2 separate regions of the Hordeum vulgare genome follow, and region 2 is linked to region 1. A link is a contact called in public Hi-C data. All regions are on one chromosome and are shown on one strand. Each heading gives the region's core, a stretch centred on a gene start, on an enhancer-like site or on the middle of the called end of the contact. The rest is flanking DNA. Distances are from core to core; before and after follow the strand shown. Region 1 has its middle 8.7 kb from the start of LOC123414437. Region 2 has its middle 130 kb from the start of LOC123409985.

The links. A called contact is a pair of places that touch in the nucleus more often than the background predicts.
Region 2: a Hi-C map of leaf shows a contact between it and region 1, with 4 times the contacts expected there. The contact joins two enhancer-like sites. A contact is called at or near these places in 2 of 6 Hi-C or Micro-C datasets (leaf and seedling).

What each region holds. Positions count from the first base shown.
Region 1 is chr7H:211,630,533-211,633,956 of MorexV3_pseudomolecules_assembly, forward strand. No RefSeq gene overlaps it. Among protein-coding and RNA genes, the nearest start is that of LOC123414437, 8.7 kb to the left of the region's middle. Within about 2 kb of position 1,654, at least 1 of the 3 cell types and tissues checked has open chromatin away from gene starts, as enhancers often do. A contact at or near this core is called in leaf, where this site is marked.
Region 2 is chr7H:212,151,537-212,154,960 of MorexV3_pseudomolecules_assembly, forward strand. No RefSeq gene overlaps it. Among protein-coding and RNA genes, the nearest start is that of LOC123409985, 130 kb to the right of the region's middle. Within about 2 kb of position 1,880, at least 3 of the 3 cell types and tissues checked have open chromatin away from gene starts, as enhancers often do. A contact at or near this core is called in leaf, where this site is marked.

The sequences.
Region 1 (3,424 bases), core at 404-2,903:
TGATTTTTCGTGAAGAAATGACAACCGTGGTGTTATGGGCAAAAAAGAAATTAATGATATCCGTTGGTTTCGATACGTTATGTGGGCGGATTAACGACGATATTGATTTTAGATATGGGAATAAAAGCACTTCACATTATTGAATATGTAGGTGTAAGTAATTAATGACTTCGAGTGGATTGATGTATGCTTTTGCCAATTTTTATAAAATAATTAATAAAGATGACTGCATGCATCAATTGATGCAGAGACAGAGAGTTTAACCTTCTTTAAAAAAAAAGTCAAAAAAAATCAGTGCTCTAAAAAAGCCATTCTAGAAGCATTTTGGAGGCCCTTTTCTTCACATAGAACAACCACCATGCATGTCATTTTTACGTGAAAATTCACACATGAATAGAACAGTCAATCATGTTTGTTAAACAAATTCAATTTTATTTTTTTGTTATTTTTTTAGATTCTAGTGTTCACACGGGCTCGAGGGATCATTGGTCGGCATCTACGGTGGAGCGGCGTTCCTTGTGACACATCGATGTCGTGGAGTCTCGGCGGCGAGGCGCAACAATGTCTCGGCGACGGATGCGTGATGATGAGCGCGCGTAGGGAGGAGGCGTTGTCTGGCGCCGTGGGTGCATCGACGGCAGGCCTTGCAAGGTCGATGCGTCAGTAACTCTTCTGAAGATGGATTGATGGAAAGCGGCGGCGACGACCTATGAGGGTGCGTTCGACCGGTTTGTGCCCCTGACCCGGTATGTGGCTCGGTCGGGCACTCCGGCTTTAGATGTTAGGCTAGGTGAGAGGTCTGGGTATGTGACTCACACTTCCTGCATCCCTTCATCATTGGATAGAACTAGCGATAGATGTTGTCAAGAGGGCGACTTCAGATATATTGATGTATTGCTTTATAAGATCTTTGTGCATAATTAATAAAATGGCTGCATGCATCTTCGAGATGCAGAAGCCGGGGATCATCCTCCTTTTTTAAAAATAAAATAAAATATAATGTGGAACCATGTCAAAGATAGCATTTTCGTTGACTCTGCGCCCTAAATGAGTTATTTTTCATTGTATGTGTTTTGTGCTAGACTAGATGGGTTGCAAGGCACTAACTAGCCAGTTTGGTACTGAAGTGGATATGTAGCCTTTGCTTCTTCAAGCACACAAGCAGATCACATGACAGAGGATTAACTTACTTTATGATGCTGCAAGCTAAGTGGTAGCTTGCCCTGTTGTATAATTGACCGCATAATATTAATATTGATGACTTGAAGGGACTAATAAATTCCAACAGGTGTGATTTGTTAGTTAGAAAGAGAGCTTAAAACCCTCTGCTTAAAGTCATGATCAGCCCAAGAAACTAAGCCATTTAGGTCTATTTTGTAAAGCAGGATGAGAATCACATCCAGTATGTGCCTTACAACTGTCCTAGACTTCAGCCTGACAGATAGCAACTCTAACTATTACTTAATCATAGAAAAGCAAGACAGCAAGTCCTGATCATCTAGGTCACGACATATGCTTGCACATAAGCAGTTGCTTGCTGGATTTTCTTTTTCAACGGGCGGCAGGATTTTCACTAAAGTGGAATATAGTCCCAAATCATGATTCACGCGTCGCAGGTAGGCACGAGGGGGTCGCTTCTTTGTGGCTGCATGCTTCTTTGTATATTGGATAGAGATTGAAACGGCAACGAGATAGGAAGAATATTTCAGGGGTTTAGCTCCAGAGCAAGGCAAAGAATGAGACTGGCTGGAAAAGAAAGATGGAAAGGCAAACTGAAAAGATAACTGAACTTTCTCACCGTATATCCTACTCTCAATCAGAAGCAATCCCTTTGACCAACCCAATAACTACATGATTGTACGCGCGTACGTTGGCGGCCTGCAGTCCTGCACTGCCCTGGCTAGACTAGACTACCCAGCCTTGGTGTAAAATGTGTGAGAAGACTAGATCAAAAGGCAAGGGGAGAGAACATGAAGCTGGCTGGCACCATGTATGAACACAGGATGAACAAAAGGCAGCCGTAATTTCTTCTTCTTTATTTCCTTTCAGTTATGATGGAGATTGGAGAATAGAGTTTGTACTTCCTGTCATTCAAGGTACTTTTCTTGCAGCACTTGCATTGCTTCAAGTAACATGTAGCATCCTTGTCAAAAAAGGCAGAGTAATGAAGATAACAGGCACGGTCACTTCTAGACTCATATATCTATAGCATCAGGCCAAACCTAAGGGAGAGGCTGATTCGGATCCTAGCCGTTCAACTTGAATCTAATGCTTCAAATAATTCACATGTTATAGCTTAATATTTTGAGGATCTTAGGGCAACTCTAACCGATCCCTTAGAGCATCACCCCATATAATGCCCGACTCGCAAAATAACCGTCAAAATACAGGTCTGTACGAAAAAAAGTTGCCGGATCAGACCCTCCAAACTTGTCGGATCCGTAAATGTTTTTGCGGGACGCGGTAAAAAGCTCCTCCCAATCTGTAAAAACACAGTTTTCGCGTCCGCTTTTACGGTGCCTTGTACCGAGAGGAACCAGTTGGCGGGAGCCCAACTGTCATGGAAACAACTTTCGCATCTGCTGTCTACGTCCAGCGTACGCCGCCCCGGATGTCCCGAACGCCGGCCGCCCGTCCTCGCGGCCACCCTGCTCGTCCTAGCCGGATTTGACGTCGGCGACGGAAGCTAGCTAGCTAGCTCCGGGCTCCTGGATGGATTCCATGAGCGGAGCTAGCTAGCTAGCTCCTGAACGGATTCGTGGACACCAGATATGGATTTGTGGACGGATGAGCTAGCTAGCTAGCTCGCTCCTAGATGGATTCGTGGACGAAGCCTCCGTATTTAGGAACACATTTAGTTGACCATGGACAAGTGCACAGGAAGAAGAAGATGTGGAGAACAAATGTAAGCAAAAAGTTTGATTTACAGTTTAAGTTTAAGGGATCTCTTCCCCCGCAGCTCGAACCGACCCGTAAAGGGGCATCTTCTATGAATATTCTTTTTTACAGGTTCATTTTGTAGGGCCTGACTCTGTCCTCGTCGCGCCGGCCCGTAAAGCCGTTTTTCCGCGAAGTGTAAACGTGTTTTACAGGTCGGCGTTATAAGGGGTCTGCTGGAGATGCTCTATCCCTTAAACCGCGGAACTGAAAACGTGGTTTTTAGTTAGTGAAAAACGTGTTTTAAGGACCGGTTTATGCTCCGACTGAACAGAACCCTTAAAGTTAAACTATAAAATCGAATATCCACTTTATATTCTTTCTCAAGTTTTCTTCTCCGTCTCGCCCATGTCCACTGCACGAAGCAGCCAAATACGAAACCACTAGCGTCGAGAACAGCGCACAAAGCTAGCTCGTCCATCGCTGGCTCGAACCAGGAGCTTCTCCTTCGCCGCTGTAACGAGCTCCTCCGTAGTTGCTCGAGTTT
Region 2 (3,424 bases), core at 630-3,129, 520 kb after region 1:
ATCAATTTCCAAAGAATAAATGAATGCCACATGTCCGTTTCATTCTGTTCCTACGTGTGCACACCGCTTGTCCCAGGACACACCTAACATGCAAACCAATACATCAACATGATGTAAGCAAAGATTCCTCTAATTTTGAGTTTTCAAAAAAAAAACTCCTCAAACATTAATTTAATTAATGATCCGTTTTCACAATTAGCTTCCTCGGATCTTCAAATCTACATCCCATGTTAATATGTTTCCTCAACTTTTTTTCCTGACGGTAATTGCCAGATTACTATCACTTAGTTATGAGTATATGATAACGTAGTGCCCAGATTAAAAATAACCTAGTTGCCATCTATTTTTACATTTTAGTTGTGTCGAGTTACCATTTTTATTGGATGTAGCTTGCCAAAAAAAATACACACTATTTGTAATTTTTATTGTGTCGAGTTTTCATTTTATTCATATAGCTTGCCAAAAAATTACACGAAATTACCGGAATTAGTTTTCAGAATATGAACCACTTAGTGGCCAGACTAAAAATAACTTAGTTGCCAGCTATTTTTACATCTTAGTTGTTCAGTGTTTAATTGTGTCGAGTTGCCATCTTTAATTCATGTAGCTTGTCAGAAAAAACATTACATGCTAGTACTTGTTATTTTTTTTGCGAACGGAAAGAATTGTATTAATCAAGGTAGCTCATTACAATCCTGCTGACACGAAATGCCAATCTCATCAGATCCATTCCGTAGCCAAACAACGGTACGAGGGATCAAGAGTCCCATCTGAGCTAACATATGACTAACTTTATTTCTACTCATGCTGACATGTGATGTTACATGCTCCGGGCCTACAGAAAGAAGCCTCTTTATCTCACCAACTAGAGCTGCTACAGGTGATCGGTTTTGCTGGTCTGGCTCCATGATCATTTTGGCTCCAATGATGCTATCAGTTTCCAGTATCAATGGTTCGTTGTTGCGTCACTCCAGGGCTAGGGCGATTCCCTCCCTACATGCTTCTACCTCCGCCTCAAGTGGGCTAGCGCAGGAAGTAATGAACCTGCATGATGAATAGACAATTGCCCCATTATTATCGCGAAGGATCATTCGAGCATCATCAATATTGTCCGCCTTCCTCCAGGATCCGTCAACATTCAGTTTAGTCCATCCCGTAGGAGGCTTAGTCCATTGCTCCGACGGTCGTGTACAAGAGGCCGACGTTGTTCTCGCCCTGGATTGGCGTCGGCGCTGTCCTCGAGTTACCACCATTTTCCCTTTAGCCAGATCGCCTTGCGGATGTTGCTCAATGCACATGAGACTGTCAATGTAACTGCATAAAAATCTGCAAGAAGCTTCAATAGTTGGCGCCGGCTTGTTATGGGTGATCTCGTTGCGAATGTGCCAAGTACGCTAGAAGGTCATGAGAATTGTCAGCCGCTCCTCTTCCAAGCACTCGTTCAGAAGAAGCAAAGCCCATTCAGAACTAGTATTTGCGATACTCTCAAGTCGCGACATGCTAAATGAGGCGGCCTTCTTTTCCCACAACATACGGGCAAGCGGACACCTACAAATAGCATGCCAATCAAATTATCAGAATTATATGTTGTACTTGCTTACCTAGTTAACTATGTTTAAAAAAAATACACACTTGGTCATATTAAAAATACCTAGCTATCAGGTTTATTCCTTTGTAATCTTATATTGTAGGCTAGGACCGTATGGACAGCGCATCGTACAAATATGCTTTTCTGAAAACGAGTGAACTTACCCTCAAAAGAAAAAAGAAAACGAGTGAACTTTATTGAGAGACGCTAGCAGGCTAGCAGCTGGGCAGTCCTTGAGGGAGCTGGTAAGAAGAAAGTCATGCATGAGACTGAACATGGAAATGCGGCCTCTGCACGCTCCAACGGACGGGGCCGGCCGGTGGCGAGGGTGGCTCTGGGCCTCGCCGATTGGCCAGATGCTCGCACCACCCGCGAACAGCACAGACCATACACGAACCTTCTTCAGCGCTGCTGCTGTCGCTTTTCTAAATGAAAAAGAATGTGCTGCTGCGGATGCATGTCATGTCAAATGCTGCGTAGTCAGATCAGATGGGATGGATTCGCTACGTCAGGTGGATGTTTGTGCAAATATGGTACTACTACTATATCTAAGAGTATGTACAACTGGAAGTTGGCAGCCGCGCGGACGCTAACCACGTCAAAAGTCCGTCCCCGCAATCTACTCCTTCGAACTAATCTTTGAATTCATATATTAGTCTCATGCAACATAATGAAATTACATAAGCTAGTTAAATACATGTGTCATCGGACTACAAAAAATTAACATCTTTTAAGTAATAAAACGTCCTTTATTAAAAAAATCAAAAATTAACATGTCTTATTAAGAACATCTTCAACATTAATCCGTAAATTTGCTTCAATATTCGTTTGCGGACTAATGGGCCATCCAACGCTACCCGCAATCATTTCAAGCCGGGTTTCGATTTAACGGACGAAATTCATACAAACCGGCTGGTATTCATCAAAGTTCAACAAATTTATACAAATCATCCATACATAGTATGCACGTATAACAATGTCCCAAATTTGATGTCCAAGTTTTTCAACGGATGATGTTGTCTCACAAATATTGTCCCTTAAACTTCATCCAATGATGTGTGTACGTAAATGGCCATTCTTTTGTCCCGTGGTACATCCCGACAACGTGTGCGTGCTACACACTATGAATAATAACATTGAATGAATGAATGATTCAGTCATCAAGTTGAGGAAGAATAAGCAAAAATTACGACCTACTCTATCGCGTGCAATGGCCACCTTGACTCTAGCTGAGCAATTAGGTGACAAAACTTGGTGACGATGATGTGGATGGCGTACCACTCATACGATAACAACCTCACATTGCGAACATGGATGATGTGCATGTCGTAGGACGCAAATGTGTTTTCGTTTGTGAAATGATTCATGTACTTGCTGACAGAAGGTCCCTTTCTGCTCCTGCCTACGAAATCCACGGATACGATCAACCATACATCCCACAATATCTCATCCTTCATGGTCTAGTATCCCGCCATCCTTCTTACTGTGAGAAAACGATATGGCATCCAAAAATAATCTCAACGGCATTTGATTGAACACATGTCGGGCATGATGGTCATCATGGAGGTCGTCAACAGGGTGGGGAAGTGTACCTGGATACAAACGGACCGAGGGTGGACAATGCTGTTGTAAAAGATGGGCAGGTGCATCGGTGCTGGTTGTGAACATCCGACAATACTTGTGAGGTGGGCTAGTAGATAAAAGAGAGGTGGAGGGTGCAAACGCAAAGCAAGGGGGGGGGGAAGTGGGGGAGCGGAAGAAAATGGGGCCGGGAGGGCCGATTTAGTGGGCCTGGGTCCAACGTGGTTGCTGTCCGGGCTCCCAACACCCTGATAT